2 separate regions of the Oryctolagus cuniculus genome follow, and region 2 is linked to region 1. Evidence: chromatin contacts called from public Micro-C data. All regions are on one chromosome and are shown on one strand. The core of a region is the stretch at or near the end of the contact, and the rest is flanking DNA. Distances in the headings are between cores, read along the strand shown.

Region 1 (6,968 bases), core at 4,437-6,936:
CAAAATATTTTTTTGTTTAACAAGAGGACATTTATTCTAACTTCTAATTTGAAAAGAAGTTTATGCATATGTTAGATTTCCCAAGGTAATTAACCATTATGTATAAAATTCTCTGCTGCCAATTATTTTATCTTATAATTATCATGTTATCCAAAACAAGGAGTTCTTAAAAGAGTTCTTCATGGGTTTTCACCACATCACCTAAACTCAAGTACAAACAGTAAAGTATAGCAAGAACATGAGTGGATGAGCTTTAACACCCTGATTAACCAGAATGCTGGGTGAAGAAAAATCCAAAGTAAATTAACTAATTGCCTGGTTCACCCAAAATTTGAATACATGCTCAAGGGTGCAGCTTTTGTTCTGCACAAAGGACCATTTTGACAGTGTAAGAACTGAATTGTGTCTCCTTAAAGTCATATGCTAAAGTCCTAATCCCCAGTATTTCAGAATAACTGATAAATTCTTTGAAAAATACAGTTCAAAGGAGATCATTAGGGTGGGCCCTAATTGAGTATGACCGGAAATTTGAAAGATGTGTACAGAGAGAAGATGACACAGATGTGTGTGAGGAGGAGGCAGTCATCTACAAACGAAGGAGAAGCCACAGAAGAACTCACCTTTGCTTGCACTCTGATCTCAGACTCCAGCTTTCAGAATTGTGGGAAAATAAACTGTGTAAGCCACAGTGTAGTACTTTGTTATGGCAGTCTTAGCAAACTAACACAGAAAGAAAGCATAGGAAACAAATTCCTTCTTACGATGTTCTTAGACTATAAAAAGACACAATTATAAACAGTTCCATCAATGCACACTCAGGGTCAGGAACCTCATGACGGAAACACTCTTCCCTTATTTACCCTTTTCTGGGTAATCTACTCCTGCAACTTCTACCTAAATACTGATAATTCCAATGTCAAATATCTCTTATTCTCTAACCAGTGTTAGAGATTCATAAGCAGAACGTTCTACTGTATATTAACATCAATTCCACATGAGGTCTCCTGTGGCCTCAGATTCAACAGTTTTTTCCACCTGCCTAATGTAATCTCAGCACTGCCTAAGTTTGTGACCCAAGGAACCACAGGCAAAAACCTGAGAGCTGTTATGAACATCTTCATCTTTCAAGTTCTGCCAAATATTCTGCTAAATATTACTCAGATGGCCTCCTCTTTAATGCCATTGCTGCTGCCTTCAATCAAGCTCTAATCTCAACGGGGAACTTCAATTCCCAACAGGTTTAATGCTTCCATCTTTTTCTCAACTCATATTTCAAACTGCTGCACTCTTATCTTCCAGAAGCATAATTGATGATATTGGTACATAAGTCCTTCACTGAAAACAGGGGGGAAGGGACATGGCTTTGGCCTAGTGGCTGACCTAAGTCTCCCAAGTCAGAGTGTCTGTATTTCAGTCCTGGCTTCAGCCCCAGCTCTGGATTCCAGTTTACCGCTCATGTGAACCTTATAAGGCGCAAGTGATGGCTCAGGTAATTGGGCTCCTGCCACCCATTTGGGAGACATGGATTGAGTCTCTGGCTCCTCGTTCTGACCTGACTTGTCCCAGCCGTTATGGGCATTTGGAGAGTGAATCAGTGGATGGGAATCTTCTCTCTCACTCCTTGTTTCTCTATTCCTGTCTCTCAGACTCTCAATGTTTTGTTGTTGTTGTTTTAAAGAAGGGGGTGAATAATTTAGTAGTTCTTGTCACCTACAAAACGACATTCAAGTGGTTCCACCCAGCTGATTTCAAAGCCTCAATTGCTTAAATTTAGGAGAAAATAAACAACTAAAAATCAATGAAATATGGGGTCTAACTGACACACCTTTCAAAACTGAGCTTCTTCAAAGCACAGCCTATACCTAGCACATACCAAGCACTCAAAAAAATTTGTTTTGTGAAATGAAAAAAATCTAATAAATCAGTTAATTTTCCTAATTTGTATATCAAACTGGATACAGTGGAATTTTGAGTAGGGATCTTAGTTCTTGGGATTTTGTAATAGTTAATTTTAGTTTCAAGGATGGAAGACACATCTAATTCTTGTACCATGTTTTGTTTAAAAAAAAAAATCAAGCACCAATATTAGAGTGGTAAAGGAAGACCAGTGACTTGATAGCTTAACCACAGAGGCATAGATGCTTAAAACCTAGGATGCAATGTTCAGCTCAAGGGTGGATCCCTTTTCTACTAAAAGAATAATGGAGGGGGGCAGTTTGTAGTTCTTGAGGATTCTGTTTTGCCCCAGAGTAAATGGCTTCCAAGTTTAGGAGGTGATGTAATTCTCTGAGAAAACAGAAAAACAGAATAGCAATTTTCTAGCCTGGTCTTTAAACATTCTAATGTGATCTTGAAGGCAAATGGCTTTGGGAAGAGGTGGGGAGGTAGTTTTATTTTTGTTTGGATCAGAGTGCCCCATGATTGGTGGCCAACTCACAAGGAAGACAACTTTGAGAAATTCTTAAGGTTAGAGATTGGCGGGGTAGGGGGGATGGAGAGAGATGGATAGTACAAGAGTGATGAAACTAACAATTTATCAAAGTTGGTCTGGTAGTACACATTTATTTTTGTTATGCAAAGGAGTTTAAAGTAGAGAAGTGCCATGGAAGATAATTGCAAGAGCAATAAGTAGGCCCAGAAACTACTTAGAAAGGATGGAAATCCAGATGAATCATGCATTATACCTAAAGCTGAAGGTCAGTTTTAGATTTGCTTGGAAATAATTATTAGAATTAGAGGCAAGCATAAATTTTAAAATTTATAAAGGGGGCCAGCACGGTGGTGCAGCGGGTTAACACCTTGTCCTGAAGCGCCGGCATCCCATATGGGTGCCGGTTCGAGACGCGGCTGCTCCACTTCCTATCCAGCTCTCTGCTATGGCCTGAGAAAGCAGTAGAAGATGGCCCAAGTCCTTGGGCCCCTGCACCCATGTCAGAAACCTGGAAGAAGCTCCTGCTTTCCCAGGCCACAGCAGAGAGCTGGATCAGAAATGGAGCAGCCAGGACTCGAACCGGCACCCACATGGGATGCCGGCACTGCAGGCGGTGGCTTTACTCACTATGCCACAGCACCGGCCCAATTACTCAACATTTTTAAGTGAATGGTTTGGTTGCTTTTAACACTAAATTCCTTGGAAAAATATGATCCACTATAAACACAAAATCATACTTACTTTTGTGAATTCTAAGTACTTTCTACATGAAAGACTTTAAAACATCAGAGTACTTCAAAAAGTTCATGGAAAATGAATTAAAAACTAAGTATTTTGGTGCAAAAATTTTTGAAATCCATGTTTTTTCATAAGCTTTCTTGATTAAATTCCAAAAATGTTCACACTAAAATAAACATTCAACTCCATTTTCCATAAACTTTCTGAATAATCCTTACACTCCTCTGAATAAGCTAGCAAGAAGTGGTTTTATTCTGAACACCTAAGTCATACATGGTAATACTATGGTTGTATAACTGAAACATGACACACAGAGAAATAACCAAAGAAATGGCTTTTTTAAAGGAGTAGGGAAGGGCTTGGCTGAAATGCCCTTTATTTCAGAGATTTTTGCTCTCAACTCCCTAGATAATTATGACTTTGGGCTGATTTTTAACCTTTCCTATCTTTACATCATTTTCTTCAGTAACACAGGGATAATAATACCATCTTACATGGTGGTTGTAGATTATAGGAGTTACTGCATGGATTAAAAATAATGCACATAAAACCTTTGGAATACTCTTGGTCTCCAGTACGCACCTAATAAATGCTAGCTGCTAGCATTAGTATTATCCCATTCCTACCAGTCATACTAAACAATGCCTTGTAAGGAATACTGGACAGCCTCCGGATCCTTGATTCAATGAACCTGGAGCTCCTAAGAGTCTAGACTCAGTTTCTCTGGAGTCAAGACTGAATCTTCAGATGGGGAAGAGGTGAATTAACAAGATCCAAAGTAAAAATAAGAAAATCAAGGACACAAAATAGGAAGGAGGAGGCAACAGGCTCAGCATGCTGCCTCAGAGAAGACTCTGAAACTACACCACCAAAAATACTAAGAACTTAGAAAAGTTACCTATCCCTTTACCTGCGGAATGCCATCCTCTTCAGAAAGAGAATCCTTACTAAAACAGTAGCAGTAGCAAGCACATAGTCCCTCAGTGTTTGCAGCGGATTGGTTACAGGACCCTACCCCCATACACCAAAATCCTTGGATACTCAAGTCGACTATATAAACCGATGTAGCATTTGCCTATAACCTGTGGCACAGACTACTGGATACTTTAAGTAGGTGTTCTCTATGTTACTTATAATCCCTAGTACAATGTAAACACTATGTAAACAGCTGTTATACTTTAGGGAATAACAAGAAACAAAATCTGCACATGTTCAATACAGATGCAATTTTTTCTGAATACTTCTGGTCCACAGTTAGTGGGATCCACAGATGTGGAGCCCACAGTTACTCAAGGCTGACTGTATTTCGGATTTGTCTTTTGGGTCTCTAACTCAAACACACCCCAAAATGTGAATCCAACAGTGAGTGCTCCAATTGTCTGGGGCATCTTTCAAAAATGGAAGCCCTGACTCTGTAGAACGGAGGGTGGGCCTTGAGATTCTTTCTAAACAGCTTGCAGGTGATGCTGATATTGCCGCTCCACGGACTTCAATTGGAGCAGCAGGTGTAGCTTCATGTCGGTCCATCTTGGCAGCCACCCTCGTTGGCTAAGGAATTCCCATCCCACGAGCGAGCGGCGCAAAGTCGGGGAAAGTAAACTGCCCAAGGCCAAGGCGCTGAGAAGTTTGACGATGCCCACAGCCCGTGGTAATCTTTGTACCACAACACAGTCTACTCAAGAAAAGCCAGAGAACAGACGCCCGGGACCTCAGGCAAAGCTTCCGGGCGTCCTTAAATTGCATGTGTCTCTAGATTCATCCCAACCAGGCCCTCCCACGAGTAACTCCGCAGACTCCACGGTCAAGAATGGGCAGGAGCTGCTGAGGAACGTGAGGCAGCGCGAGCGCAGGGCGCAGACCGAGGCGGCCGCCCCCTCTCCCCTCGGTCCACCTCTCGCGGCCGCTCTGCCTTCTATGGGACGTTGCGGACACCCTCCGTCCGCGCTCGCCAACTGCTGGGGGCCTCCCAGGTTAAACGCAGACGCAAGCCCCACACGGGCGAATTTTGCAGACACACGCGGGGCTGCCACCCCGAGGCGAGACACTCCAGCCGGGGCGCCGCGGGCCGGCCCGCTGGAAGCAGCACGCGCGACCCCAAAAGCCCAGCTCCTCCGGCGCCCGAGGCGCACGCTGAGCCGGGTGGGCTCCGGGGGCGGGCAGAGCGCGGGGCGGGGATGGGGCGGGGAGGCCGGGGTCCCGAGAGGGGGAGACCGGAAGGGACCGCCGGGTAGGGGAGGGCTGGGGGCGGCGGTTACAAACCCCACACGCCAAAAAGGCGCGCTCTCTGGCCGGGCCGCCTTCACTCACCTCCCCCGTACACGCCGCCGCTCATGGCTGCCGTCGGCTTGATTCCTGGGCGAAAAGGTGCCGGGCGAAGTGACTACAGCGGCCGCCACACGCGCTGGCCCCCGACCCCCTTAACTTCCACCGCCACCCCCCTCCGGCAACAAAGCGGCGTCCACACACCCGAGAGCTCAGCCACACTTGCTGGCTCCCCTTAGCAGCCAATCACGAGGAGGGAGGCCTACCTTTCAGCCAATCATAATGCGGCTTCGCTGCATCCCCGCCGCGGCTCCGCCAGTTTAGCCAATCGAAGGTGGCCATGGGGGCGGGGTTGGGCGGAAAGCGACGGAAGGAGGGCAGGAGTTGGGTTGCGGGACTCCAGGGGGCGGAGCTTGCAGGGTGGGCGGAGGGAGCGGGAGAGCCAGGCGTCGGGGGGCGGGCCCAGGGGTGTGACCAGGCGCCGAGGCGCGGTGGGAACCTGGGGCGGGAAGGGGCTCAGGAAAGAGGCTGGAAATGGGATAAAGTATGGAAATAGGATAAAGTGTCAACGAGCAGTAATTCCTGACCTTGCACTGCAGTGAATTTACGGATTTTTAAAGATTTTCCATAAAAAAAGCATTTTCAACCAACATTTGTTGAATAAAATTGTACTCCACTTTGTGTAGGGTCAACCAGTGAATCAAACAAATTAATAGGCTCCTGCAATTTTTTTTTTTTAATTTTTTGTTACAGAATTAAATGGCCCGTTTATTCACTTAGAAACCATTGTTAACCCCAGACACAGGCATTTCCCAATCACCAGCAGGTCCCTTGGCAAAGGAAAACGAACTCATATCCGAACTTCGGCAAGGAGGGAGCCTCACGGCGCGCAGTTCTTCGTGGAGGTCAAGGGCAAGTTGAGGGCTCAGCCGCCAGTCACACAGAGGAGCGGCGTTTGGCTTCTCAGCAGGGAGAGCGGTTCACCGGCAGACTCGGGCCTGCGTGCAGGCCTCTGGCAGGTTCTCCCCACAGATGCCACCCTCGGCCACTGCCTCACAACTGGGAACCCCAATATTGATAAAGCAAGCAGTCAACAGGCGGGCAGACAGGAGAGCCCCGTGACCACCTCGCCAGGTCACAAGCCGACTTAGATATACAATTCCAATGATCAAAAAAGGCCAGAGGTTACAAAATCAAAGCCGGAAGCCAGGAGTGAGGCATGAATGACGCCACTTCCTCTCTGAACCAGGAAACACTTGACTCAGCGGGGAGGTAACGGGCCAATGCCTTTCCCAGGTGTCCAGCGAGAGGCAGGGACGTGTCCTTGCCTGGCGTCAGCAAAGGCCGAAACAGCTGGCCTCTGCACGCCAGAACTCCCACCAGGGGAAGGATCCTGCAATTTTTTAAAATGCTTATTCATGGCTAAGACGTGATGCATTGTACCAACTACATTTAGATAGGTCATCCGTTTCTTTTATCTGGTGAGACAGGTATTGAACGAGCTAATCGATGCTCATTCAGGCAAGCATCTAAGCCT
Region 2 (6,679 bases), core at 787-3,286, 240 kb after region 1:
TTCACACTTCATGTTCTACCTGTGTTAAAAGTATAGAGGGGCCAGTGCTGTGGCATAGTGGGTAAAGCCACCACCTTGAATGCTGGCATCCCATATAGGCGCCTGTTCGAGTACTGGCTGCTCTACTTCTGATCCAGCGCTCTGCTATGGTGTGGGAAAGCAGTAGATGTCCCAAGTCCTTAGGTCCCTGTACCCACGTAGGAGACTTGGAAGAAGCTCTTGGCTCCTAACTCGAGATTGGCTTAGCTCTGGCCATTGCAGCCATCTGGGGAGTGTACCAGTGGAAGACTTGTCTCTCTCTGTCTGCCTCTATCTCTCTGTGACTCTGTTTTTCAAATAAACAATATTTAAAAAATAAACTGAAAAGAAGGGGGGGGGGTCGATGCTATGATGCAGTGCGTTAAAGTGCTAGCCTGCAGTAGGCATTCCATATGGGTGCTGATTCGAGTCTTGGGTGCTCCACTCTCAACCCAGCTCCCTGCTAATGTGTCTGGGAAGGCAGTGGAGGATGGCCCAAGTCCCTGGGCCCCTGCACCCACGTGGGACACCAAGAAACTCCTGGCTCTTATAGGCATCTGGGGAGTAAACCAATGGATGGAAAACCTCTTTCTATCTCTACCTCTCTCTGTAACTCTGCCTTTCAAATAAATAAAATAAATCCTTCTTAAAAAAAAAAGCATCAAGAAGACACTAAAAACTGTTATTTTTTCAGAATACATTTCAATTTCTTTAGGGCTTGAATAAGAAAGAGGAAATCAAGCATGTATTAAAACCAGTGTTGTAAGCCAGCCAGGACTCAAACTGTGAAGTGATAGAAAAGTAGGACCACCGATCATAGAGGGTTCAACTCCTACTTAAGTCAAAACAACATTGAAAAATGCTTATTAGACCTCCTTTCAGCACAGTAGTAAGATGCCCCTCCAGAGCAAAACTGCTAACCACTCTTCACTTCACCAAACATTTTTATGTACCTTTTGCATGCATAATCAACACGTTTGGCATTTTACTCATACACCCTATGCACATAACATGCTACTACTGCAGGAATATCAGAAGATTAAAACATAACAAAAATAGAATCCATTCACCCACTGTTCATTTTGTTGTATATTATCTAGACTTTTTCCTATGCTTTTATTTTTACTTTTTTTATTTTACTTTTTCCTATGAGTTTATATTTTAAACTTACAAAATATGGCATCATCCCACAGGAAACTTTTTTTTTAAGCACCTTACACAATACACGCCAGCCTCTGTCATTTTTGTTTTCTAAGGTTTCATATATTTATTCCTGAGCCAACCCAACTAGTTACGGCCCCAACCAAATATGTACGGTTGTCCAGGTATGTCATTTAAAACACACACACACACACACACAAGAATATATATACACAAAAAACACAATACCCATGATAGTGTTTATCAAATCACTGAACCTTTTATAGGCCTTTCAGGCAACGTGGTCTTTCTTCCTAACATGTATAGTAAGTCTTCGCAAAAAAAAAAAAAAAAAAAAGGCACATTTTAAACGAGTTAACAGGGCTAAAGTTTCCTTTTCATCCTAATAAAAGTATATATTTTCTAGATTTTAAAAGAAACAAAACATAAAAATGGCTGCATAGGAGCTTCAACTAGAGCCCTCCACATGTCAGCGAATGTACTGAAAATACCTGGTCAAATATTCGAATAGCTACTGTTCAGGCACGACTCTATTATCTCTTTGCAGAAATAAGCTTCTTCAAAGGACTCGTGTCCCTAGGCCCTACTTGAAAGCAAAACCAGAAAGGGCTTAAAAGCACCCGAGCGAGAGGGGAGTCTCTGGGTGGCAGGGCCGATGCCCGCTTCCCGCGGCGACAACTTGCGGAGCGCAGCGGGCTGCGGCGCGGGAGGGCCGCGAAGCCGCCGGGCAGTGCCGGGGGCCAGCGTGGCACCCTAGGGCGGCCGGAGCCCAGAGGCCCAAGCTCAGCTGCCCTCCACCGGGCCCGGCAGGAGTCGCCCGGACCAGTAGCCGCCAGCCCAGCGCCACGCACCCGCCTCGCCGGGCCTGCGACTGACGGCCAGAGCTGAGGGCACGCTGAAGCCCCGACCCCAAGGGAGCTGTAAGGAAAGCAGCAGCTGAGAGCCGAGGCGAGGTGGGGCCGAGGCGTCCTTCGCCGGGCCTGGAACTGCCTTCGGGATGGGGGAGGGGAAGCCCTCCCGCCGTAAAACGAAGACAGGGTTTCAGTTTCAAACAAGCCATCCGGTCTTTCCAGCCCTCTCCCGTCGGGAGATGCGCCCGCACGCCTGCGTCCCCTGCAGCGGTCTAGCGCCCAGTCCGCCCGCTCCTCCCTCACACTCACCAGTGCCTGCGGGCCCGCCAGGCCGGTCCGGGCGTAGCTCTGAGGGGCGGTGCGGCCTTACCCGCGGGCGCAAGGCGGCGGGCGCACGGCGGCGGCGCTCTGGCTCTCGCGCTCCCGGGCACTCAGCCGGGCCAGCCCCTCTCCTTTGCGCGCGCCCCACGCCCTGTCCGCCAGGCCCCAGCTCCGCGGCCGCACTCACTGCCTCGTTCCGCGCCTGCGCCGCGCACCTCAGGGGCCCGCCGAAAGGGCGGGGAGGTGACGAGGTGAGTTGGGGGCAGGGGACCGGGCTGCGCGGCCACACGGCACACCGGGCTTGGGAGGGACCACCGGCCGGCAGCCCCGGGGGTGGCCCCGAGGCCCGCGCCCCCTGCCGGCTTCTCTGCGCCGCCGCGGGCCGCTCCCGAGCGGGGTGCGGCCCCTGCGGAGCGCGGCGGGGGCTTCCAGTCGCTGGAATTGCGGCCCGCCTGGCTGCGCGACGACCTTGACCTGCCTGTCCCCAGCCCTCCCTCCCGCCCTGGAAGAAGTGGAAGGCGCGCCGCCCGCGAGAGTCACCCTCTCCCCACCCTGCCCCTCCCGGGGACGCGCGACAATGGCCTTGTCCGGATTAGGCCGGGCAGATGGCGTTCTGTAACCCTAAATAAGCCAGCAGCCTGTGGGGGACGGAGAGAGCGGGACCGCGTCGTGGCTTTTGCGACGCCCGAGAACCTCACAGAGCTGGGATGCTCGTTACCGGGCTTGAGGGAGGACCCCTTGAAGGTCCGTGAGTCAATCCTTAGGTCTCCGCCCGGTTCGTTGGGTCAGGAAATCTTGGTGGAATGAATGTAAAGTTTCTGGAGATTGGTTTCGATTATTTAAATCGTGTTCTGACCTTGAGTTTCTGGGAACAGATGTAGGGAGGATTAAAGGAATCCCAGTGGGGCCTCCAAAATAAATAAATGAGCAAAAATATATTTGTGAACACCATTTCAAAAACAATCACTTTAAAAATGTGGTCATGTGTTTAATCTTTTTTGACAACCGGTCGAGGTTGTTAGTTCCAATTTACAAATTAGAAAAAGTGGGCTTGTGAGGGGCTAAAGTCTCCGGCCTTAACTCCTTTTTGTAACCTGCACAACTGGGGTTCAAATCTTTGTTAAGTGGATGAATGAAGCCCTTGTGGATTATCGGGTGCCCAAGGTCACTGGGAAAGTCGGGGCTGCAGGGCGGTGCTATTTCTGGGAACCACGCGCTGATCAACCGATCAACTGCTGGAAAGGGAGAATCACAGCCCTTCCGCAAGCAAGCCCCTTCACTCCGTCCCAGGGGATAAAGACCTGTTTGAAAAACTAGTTTCAGTCTATTACCTCAGAACTTTTGCGTGTGACTCATCCCAAATAAGTGAATATTCATGCATGCTAGCATAGCCAGAATAAAGTAAAAGAGATTTAGAAGAACCCTCAGTCCTAGTAGGAGTAGGACCTGGCACAGAATAGAAAAGCATACAAGTTTGTGAAAGTTATAAAATACAGCATGTATCTTTTGCTCTCTGGTGTGGCTGGGCTTTTTCCCTCCCTGATACATTGGAAGCCACAAGAGGGTGTCCTGACACCATCTTGAGTTAGTGATTTGTTCACATAGAGCCTTGTGTCAATCTTTATATTTTGGATGTTTCGTTTTAAAATATTTTGTGGTATGAGCACCCCCACTTCCACAAGTGTATTATCTTAAAAAATCCTCACAGTTACCACTTAGAAGAGCCTTAAAATGTTCAGATATCATTTATTAAAAAATATTTATTTGACAGGTGGAGTTACAGAGAGAGAGAGAGAAAGGTCTTTCATCTACTGGTTGACTCCCCAAATGGCTGCAACAGCAGAGCTGGGCCGATCCAAAGCCAGGAGCCAGGAGCTTTTGGGCCTCCCACGCGGATGTGGGGGCCCAAGAACTTGGGCATCTTCTACATTCTAGGCCACAGCAGAGAGGTGGATAGGAAGAGGAGCAGACAGGTCTTGAACTGGTGTCTGTAAGGAATGCTGGCGCTGCAGTGGAGCTTAGCCTAGTACGCCACAGTGCCAGCCCCTCAGCTAACATTTAATGTAATCACAAATTGAACACAACATAAAGTTCTTGGATTAGTTGCAATGTTGTGGCTCTCTTTTCTTCTCTTCCTCCAGGGCAGGGAGGCAGCTGGGAAAACAAACAAACAAACAAACAAAAAAAAACCCTGAAATCTCATAAGAGTACCAAATGGTTTTTTTGTTAAATACTTTTATAATTTTGGTATAGAGGGCATTCAAGCATCGTTCTTCCAATTTTGTCCACCCTTGTAGAATACAAGCACACTTCATTTTATTGTGCTTCACTTTGAGGATACTGTAGTTTTTACAATTGAAGGTTTGTGACAACCCTGAACCCGGCAAATTTGTTGACACCATTTTACCAACAGCATTTGCTAACTTTGTGTCACATTGTGGTAATTCTTGTAACATTTCAAACTTTTTCATTATTATATGAACAGTAGATCTTTGATCAGTGATTTTTTCTTTACAGGTTTATTTATTCGAAAGGTAGAGTTACATAGAGAGTAGAGAGATCCTTCATCCACTGTTTCATTCCCTGAATGGCTGCAATGGCCGGGGCTGTCCCATCCTGAATCCAGGAGCCTGAAACTATCTGGGTTTCCCACAAGGGTGGCAGGGACCCAAGTAGTTGTACTATCTTCAGCTGCTTTTCCAGGCATGTTAGCACAGAGCTAGACAAGAAGTGGAGCAGCTGGGACTTGAACTGTGCTCTTTTTTTTTCTTTTTAAGATTTTTTTTTTTTTTAATTTATTTGAGAGGTAGAGTTACAGACAGTGAGAGGGAGAGACAGAGAGAAAGGTCTTCCTTCCGTTGGTTCACCCCCAAATGGCCGCCACGGCCAGAGCTACGCCGATCCGAAGCCAGGAGACAGGTGCTTCTTCCTGGTCTCCCACGAGGTTGCAGGTGCCCAAGCACTTGGGCCATCCTCCACTGCCTTCCCCGGCCACAGCAGAGAGCTGGACTGGAAGAGAAGCAGCCGGGACTAGAATCCGGCACCCATATGGGATGCCGGTGCCGCAGGCAGAGGATTAGCCAAGTGAGCCACAACGCCAGCCCTGAGCTGTGCTCTTTAATGTTACTATTCTAATTGTTTGGGGGTACCTTGAGCCATGTTCATGCAAGATGACAAACTTAATTGATAAACGCTGTGTGTGTTCTGATTGCTCTACCTAGGACCTTTCTGTTGACTCTCTCCCTCTCTTCAGGATTTCCTATTTCCTAAGACAGCACAATATGGAAATTAAGCCAATTAATAGCTCTGCAATGGCCTCTAAGTTTTCAAGGGAAAGAGTCACAGCTCTGCTTTAACTCAAAAGCTAGAGGGGCTGGTGCTGTGGCATAGCAGGTAAAGCCAGTGTCCACAGTGCTGGCATCCCGTATGGGCGCAGGTTCAGCTGCTCCACTTCGATCCAGCTCTCTGCTATGGCCTGGGAGAGCAGTAGAAGATGGCCCAAGTGCTTGGGCCCTAGCACCAATGTGGGAAACCTGGAAGAAGCTCCAGGCTCCTGGTTTCAGATCGGCCCAGATCCAACCATTATGGCCATTTGGAGAGTGAACCAGCAGATGGAAGAATTTCTCTCTCTCTCTCTGTAACTCTGCTTTTCAAATAAATAAATGAATCTTTTTTTAAAAAAAAAGCAAAAAAAAACAAAAGCTAGAAATAATTATGCTTGTGAAGAGGTATGTCAAAAGCCAACACAGGCTGAAATCTGTGTCCCTTGTACCAATTAGCCAAGTTTGAATACAAACAAAGTAATTGGAAGAAATTAAAAGTGCTACTCTAGAAAAATGTATGAATGATAAGATACTAGAAAAGCCTTACTGTTGTCATAGAGAAAGTTTTAGTGGTCTGGTTAGAAAATAAAACCAGTCACAGGTTCCCTTAAAGGCTAATCCAGAACAAGTTCCTAATGATCTTCAAGTCTTCAAAGTCTGAGAGGTGAGGAAGCTGCAGAAGAAAAGTTTGAAGCTTTGGTTGAGGTTCGTTCATGAGGGTTAAGAAAGGAAGCCCGTGTCTGTCACATGAAAGTGCAAGGTGAAGCAGCAAGTGCTGATTGGCAGAGAGGCTGCACCAAGTTATCTAGAACTGGCTAAGATCCTTGATGAAGGTGGTTATGCTAACTCAGACTTTCTGTGTAGATGAAACAGCCTTAGGCAGAAGCTGCAAATAGAACTTTCATAGCTGGGGAGGACAAGTCAACACCTGTCTTCAAGGTTTCAAAATGCAGGCCAACTCTCCTGTATTAGGGACCCTAATACAGTTGGTGCCTTTAAGTTGAA

What was found. Hi-C and Micro-C count contacts between places; a contact is called where the count stands out from the background.
Region 2: a contact with region 1 is called in a Micro-C map of ear pinna, with 4 times the contacts expected there. The contact joins the promoter of LOC138849333 here to the promoter of ACTL6A in region 1. A contact is called at or near these places in 3 of 6 Hi-C or Micro-C datasets (ear pinna, embryonic fibroblasts and an unstated tissue).

What each region holds. Positions count from the first base shown.
Region 1 is chr4:100,244,118-100,251,085 of mOryCun1.1, forward strand. ACTL6A (actin like 6A) reads right to left here and starts at 5,687. Exons shown (of 14, transcript XM_002716442.5): 1 at 5,477-5,687. The coding sequence starts at 5,501. It also overlaps the pseudogene LOC100346731.
Region 2 is chr4:100,490,552-100,497,230 of mOryCun1.1, forward strand. It overlaps LOC138849333 (microtubule cross-linking factor 1-like), which reads left to right and starts at 2,037. Exons shown (of 4, transcript XR_011388043.1): 1 at 2,037-2,602. It overlaps ZNF639 (zinc finger protein 639), which reads right to left and starts at 2,524. Exons shown (of 6, transcript XM_070072481.1): 1 at 2,340-2,524.